Regions from separate parts of the Zea mays genome. Here region 2 is linked to region 1. The links are chromatin contacts, called in public Hi-C maps. All regions are on one chromosome and are shown on one strand. Each heading gives the region's core, a stretch centred on a gene start, on an enhancer-like site or on the middle of the called end of the contact. The rest is flanking DNA. Distances are from core to core; before and after follow the strand shown. Region 1 has its middle 30 kb from the start of LOC103637669. Region 2 holds the start of LOC109943658 (ethylene-responsive transcription factor 5).

Region 1 (3,495 bases), core at 581-3,080:
ACCCGGCGGGTGCGCTCGTGCGCACCCACCGGAACAAAGTGTAACCGAGAAAGGCCGATCCCCTCGCAAAAAAGTGCGGCAAAGCCTCCAAGAGAGTAAAAACACTCCCTTTGAGGCTCGGGGGCTACTGTTGGGTACCGTAATTAGGGGTACCCCAACACTTCTAAACACGGCTGGTAACCACCATCAGCACAAACCGCAAAGGCTGATGGGCACGATTCAGATCAAGGCTTCGTCTACTCAAGGGACGCGATCTCGCCTTGCCCGAGCCTAGCCTCGGGCGGGAACAGTAGTCCCAGACGAATTCTCGCCTCGCCCGAGGGCCTCCTCAAGCAACGGGCGCACCCTCGACTCGCCCGAACCCCAGCTCGGGCAGGCTTCGTCGAGAAGCAACCTTGGCCAAATCGCCCCCAACCGACCGTATCGTAGGCGCATTCAATGCGAGGATCGCCTGACACCTTATCCTAACACACGTGCCTCAGTCGGCAGGGTCGAAGTGACCACAGTCACTTCGCCCTTCCACTGATCGACCTGACAGGAAAACAACGCCGCCTGCCCCGCTCCGACTGTTGTGCCACCCGCCAGGGTGAGGCTGACAACAGCCAAGTTAGGCGCAACAGGAAGCTCCGCCTCGCCCGACCTTGGGCCTCGGCCTCGGAAGGTGGTCTCTGCCTCGCCCGACCCCAGGGCTCAGCCTCAACCTCGGCCTCGGAAGGTGGTCTCCGCCTCGCCCGACCCCAGGGCTCGGCCTCAACCTCGACCTCGGAAGGTGGTCTCCGCCTCACCCGACCTCAGGGCTCGGCCTCAACCTCGATCTCGGAGGAATCGCGTCCTCACCCGACCCCGGCCTCGGCCTCAGGAGGAGTCTCCGCCTCGCCCGACCTTGGGCTCCGACCGACCGTGCCACGGGGGATACATCATTACCCTACCCCTAGCTAGCTCAGGCTACGGGGGAACAAGACCGGCGTCCCATCTAGGCTCGCCCCGATAACAAGTAATGATGGCTCCCCGCGTGCGTCCATGACGACGGTGGTTCTCAGCCCCCCTACGGAAGCAAGGAGACGTCAGCAAGATCCCAGCAGCCCCGACAGCTATGCTTCTACAGGGCTCAAGCACTCCTCCGACGGCCACGTTACCGCGTACACAGGGCTCTAGCACCCCTCCGACAGCCACGTTGGCATGTACACAGGGCTCAGGCACCTCTCTGCCGGGCACGTTAGCGCATAGCTACACCCCCATTATACACCTGGACCCTCTCCTTGCATCTATAAAAGGAAGGTACAGGGCCTCCATGCGGGAGGGTCGCGCGGGAGAACGAGCTGACGAACAGGCTCACTCTCTCTCTCTCGCGAACGCTTGTAACCCCTACTACGAGCGCATCCCCTGGCGCAGGATAACACGAGTCGCGTTTTCCCCCCTTGTGTTCCATCTCGCGCCAACCCATCTGGGCTGGGACACGCAGCGACAAATTTACTCGTCGGTCCAAGGACCCCCCGGGGTCGAAACACCGACAATTACATTTTGAGGTATTTATTTAAATAAGTAATAAATAAATAAATAAGTAAAATAAACTTGCATCTCATGCTGGACTTTTGTATGTTGCATTTAACTTATGTTTTAATTTTAAATCAGATTCACATTTGATTTTGAAAATAAAAAGGAAAAACAGAAAAAATAAAAAGAGAAAAGAGAAAAAACAAAAAAATTGACACTTGGGCCGAAATGCGATAGTCGGCGCACTTCCTCTCTTTCTTTCCCCTCACCCGCTTGGCCCAACCAGGCGACACACCGACGGCTAGAGACACCCTGTGTGCCTAGGTCCGTTCTGCGTTCACTTGCACGTGGGCCCTCTTGCCAACCTCACACTGCCGGACAACTCTTACTCCGTTGGGTGGGACTCCTTCGACAGGATAATCATCTCCATGCCGATTTCGTTGTGATCCTCCGCGATCTCCGTAACAAACCAGGCCATCGGCTAAGTGCCAACCAACCTTCCCTCCGGGTATAAGTAGCCAGGCTCCGCAACCCCGTTCAGCATACCAGGTCGCATCGGCAACCCGAGGGAGACACCATCGACCAAGCAGAGAACCGAGGGGAGAGGGAGGTACCCGCCACCGTAGAAGATGGACTACCAGCGTCATTGGGTCCACAGAGACTGGTCAGGACACTTCACCGAATCCCCAGGAAGGAGTACAAAGTATGCATGTGATTGGACGTCGAGTGGGGATCGATGAATTCCTCACCGGAGTATTTAATTTAGGTCCTATTTTTTTATGTTTTAACCCCTGAGCTTCTAAAAATAGTAGCCGAAGTCCATTAGGCTCCGGGAAGGTATAAAATTAAAACAGACAATGATTTTTAGTATAAAAATAATTCTAGAAACTTAGAAAAATCATATCTTCTTCATTTTAACTCGGATTTTAGTGGTTCTTGAACCTACAGACTCGTGTAGACGTGTAGAATATTCTTACAAAGTTTGTTTCCATGTTTGGTGTAATGTTATTTGCCTCTATGTATGTTTTGCTGTGAATAGAAGTGAGGTTACGAGGAATCTAAAGCCGAACTTGGAAAAGTAACTGGAGTTGCACCATAAAGGCATGTCCTTGATCACATTCTTGACATAATAATATTGATGTTCTCACCATGCATGCACTGTTAGGTTAAATTGATGGGACCTAATAGGTTACCTAATCTTGTTTACCCTATGCCTTGCTTATAAATGAATTATTGGATAGAATTGCTATTCTTTGCTTGGTTTTGGGTTAATAAAACTTATGAATCATGATCATGTTCTAATTATGATTTATTATTGCTAGATTATTTATCATGTATGACAAGATTATCTTAGCTTAGTGTATTTTATTAAGTTATTTTTTGTAAAGACGTTTCGTTATTTAATAAAGCTTGTGACATTGGTTTCTATACACTAAGTCGTCATATGTCTAAAACTTGATTTCTCCTTAAATGAGATACATATCCGTGTGTGATAGGTCATTGGAGCTATTACAGCGAAAAATTACGTTTGTCGTGCAAAGATCCTTCATGGAAAAGCCAAACGAATCAAACTCAATAGAGCAAAGTTTTACATGAGTAAATTTGTGAACAGATAAAAGGTTACGAATTAGTTTTGGAATGTGAAGGACCTTGTTCAAAACAAAAAGTAACTAGAGGGTGTATGAAGGTTGGTATGGCCAGAGAAGGAAACCGACATAGACACAATGTTCTCGACTGTGACATGATGAGGGATAGAAAGAGGACGAGTAGAGGGAAAGATACCGCCATCGTCATCGGAGGACATGTGGTGGACGCATCAGATTTGACAACCCGACCACCATTCTTGGTGTGGCTGTTCAGCACCACAACCAACCTAAAGGTGTCCCAGGAAGGTGAGGATGATGTGGAGGTCGTCGAGGCTGAGTTGAACAGTGACACAATGGTGGTCGTCAGGGGATGTTGGGGCGCCACACCGAGGATACCAGGGCGACCAAGGCCAAG
Region 2 (3,171 bases), core at 294-2,793, 99 kb after region 1:
TGCCGTCACTTCAACCATCCAGCTTTAATTCTATGACTGACATCCTCATCGATGTCTTCCTCCTTCTGAAGCATTGATCCTAAGTAACGAAAAGTGTCTTTCTTGGGTACCACTTGCCCATCAAGACTAACATCGCCATCCTCATACCCCATGACACTGAAATCACACTTCATATACTCTGTTTTAGACCTACTAAACCTAAAACCTTTTGCTTCCAGCTTTTGCCTCCATAATTCCAACTTTTACGAAACACTACTCCTACTCTCCTCAATAAATACCGCAACAGGTCTCCAAGGTGAACAGCCTCTGGCCAATGAAACAATGTAGGCAAGGGAAGTCGGCAAAACGGATCCGTAACTTCGAAAAAAGTATAAAAAATTGAATATAACAACAAAATTAGATCAAAGAAGTCAAATGGATTACAAAATGAAACGGAGGATTCGAATAGCCGAGTGTAATGTTTACACTGGATCTATTTCAATCATGTTACTATATAAATTATCTTTTATTTATTATATATTATATTTAAAAATTGTCCATTATAGTATTCTCATGCAGTCATGCTACGCCAGGACACGTTTGCTTGCTTGCGACTGAACGAATAAATAAAGAACGAAAGAATATTTGGAGCTATACTCCTCTAGCATATCAAAGAACTCAGAAGACTATCATCAGGTAAGAGTAAGACCACCGTCCCTGTCTTGCTACGACATCAAGTCAGGCAGTCAGCTGACGTAGAGCTGCGGCACGGCCAGGTGCGGGTGCGGCGACAACGGTGAGAGCGGCGGCAGGCTGCAGATCGCCCCCTTCAGCGACTCATCCTCCCAGAAGTAGTCCGCCCCTCCGCTTGCGGGCTCCTGAATCCGCTCCTTCTTCACCTCCCTAACCATGCACCTAGCGTCCTGCTCCTGCGGCGACCTCGCCCTCTTGTTACCGGCCACGGTCGCGCTGGGCTGAGGAGGAGGAGCAGGCGTCGCCCACCATGCAGCGGTGCTTAACGCGACCTCGTTGGGGAAGTTGAGGATGGCCTTGGACCCGCGCAGGCGGAACGCGGCGCGGTCGTAGGCACGAGCGGCCTCCACGGCGGTGTCGTAGGTGCCCAGCCACACCCGCGCGCCCTTCCGCGCCGGGTCCCGAATCTCGGCCGCGTACTTGCCCCACGGCCGCTGCCGCACGCCGCGGTACCGCCGGAAATCGTCCTCCTCGGGTTCCGGGCAGCAGTGCTGCTCCTGCTGAGGAATCTGCAACGGCGCCGCCGCCGCCCTCAGGTGCTGCTGCTGCAGGACGACTGCCGGCCTCGGGGGCAGCGAGACGGAAAGCGCTGGCAGCGGCCTACGCCCCGGCGGCGATGGGGATGGCGATGGCGCCGAGTCATCGGAGCTAACGGCGTCGTGGTTGTCGTCGAGGAGGTGAGCGCGGATGAGGTCGAGATGCTCGCGCAACATGGCCATGACGCGCGGTTGAGTGGAGGAGAGGCCTGCACGGCGTGCGCACTGCCTCGATCTCGCTTGAGAGCTGCGGTGCCGTGTGCCGGTGAGGCCGCACGCATGGCTTATATATGTATACGGATTACGGAGGGGGGGGGGGGGGGGGGGGGGGTGGCCCGTGGGGATAAGATGACATCAAGGTGGTTCCACGAGGCTTCTTGGTGCGACGCACGAAGCTGCAAAGGCTGGACTAGTCGCGGCTTGTGGCTGGTGCCTGGTGGTCGCGTACCGGTAGACCTGGGCGGTCGCCGTCCGACTCCCGAGGCAAATCGAGACCGCTCATTTTGGGTTAGAAAATAATTTATGCATTCATTTATTTTATCTTCAACTGTCGCTCTCTCGACATGCATGTACAATCAATGCAGTACAACTTGGGATGGAAAAAATAAAATTAAACGGCTCTCCACAGAATCTGTATTACCAAAAAAGGTGATGTAGACGTGCATGAGTGACACGTAAAGCGACACGTCCGGAGCCAAGTAGTCCCGAGCCAACTTGCCGCTTGAATCAGAGAACGAGCAAGCGACGCAAGACCTTGTTGCTCGGCACGTGGCAACTAGTGCCAAATTCGACGTGTTTGATACAGGACAGTGAGAACTATTGTTATTTAATAAAATATTTTAATATTTATACCGACCATTTTCTCCAAATTACCGACCATTTTAATGCTTATTAAAATTTTAAAATATTAACAATATTTATATTCGTAAATAGATTAAGTATAAAAAAATTAAATGTTCTATCTAATGATATTAATTGTATATTGTAAATATTGCTATTTTAAATATATTTAATTATAATTTAAAATTTTGACTTGTACAAAACGTGAATAATAATTATTTTAAAATAAATGAAGTATTGAGTCCAATACTGTTTGAGACTTTAAGTACCTAAGTTATTGTCCATTTGCATTCAATGGCATGGCGGAGACACGAATAATTCACAGGTATAACGGAGCTTGTGAAGATCTTTATATGCAAGACCTTACTGGTATATCATATAAATATATATTACATGTAATTAGTGGATATAACAGAATTCAAAAGAACATTACCACTTAAAGTAACTCACTAAATGCAGATTATGTTGATGATTGATCACTCTCAATAGTCGTCACTAATGGAGGACGGAGCTTCTATCTTTAACATTTGTTCTAGTTGTTTTAAAACTGGTATTAATATAAACATCAGTACTGGTTTTAAATATAGCGTCCGTGCACAGGACATTACTATCGGTTGGTGTCTCTGACCAATATTAATATCAAATCTTTAGTAACGGTTGAAGACACTAACCGGTACAAATGTCACAGATATATTCAAGATGTACAAGTTGGTACAAAAACAGTGACGCCTTAAGTGTCAGTTCTAGTACAGAATGAAAAATAGTCTTTATGTACCGTTCTAACTGATACTCATACTATTTTCCATTCTCGCTAGAAGTTTTAGATTCCCACCCAAATTACTTTAATGTCGGTTCTTATAATGAACTGTCAGTACCCTAAATCAGGGGTACCCTCTTCTACAGCATGAAGATGCCGCACCCATACGACGTCTCCTAGCCACGCGGGGGACGGCGCCTGACCCCACCGCATGGGCAGGCCAAAGGGCGCCACGTGGCAAGGAAAGACAACATATTCCAGTAAGTCCGGACCCCCACAGAAGGACACCGGACCCCTATACATATA

The links. Hi-C and Micro-C count contacts between places; a contact is called where the count stands out from the background.
Region 2: a contact with region 1 is called in a Hi-C map of tassel, with 4 times the contacts expected there. The contact joins the promoter of LOC109943658 here to the enhancer-like site in region 1. A contact is called at or near these places in 4 of 25 Hi-C or Micro-C datasets (ear, leaf and tassel).

The regions. Positions count from the first base shown.
Region 1 is chr1:94,809,046-94,812,540 of Zm-B73-REFERENCE-NAM-5.0, forward strand. No RefSeq gene overlaps it. Among protein-coding and RNA genes, the nearest start is that of LOC103637669, 30 kb to the left of the region's middle. Within about 2 kb of position 1,831, at least 16 of the 20 cell types and tissues checked have an H3K27ac peak or open chromatin away from gene starts, as enhancers often do. A contact at or near this core is called in ear, leaf and tassel, where this site is marked.
Region 2 is chr1:94,908,463-94,911,633 of Zm-B73-REFERENCE-NAM-5.0, forward strand. LOC109943658 (ethylene-responsive transcription factor 5) reads right to left here and starts at 1,544. Exons shown (of 1, transcript XM_020547159.2): 1 at 474-1,544. The coding sequence starts at 1,451. The coding sequence ends at 726.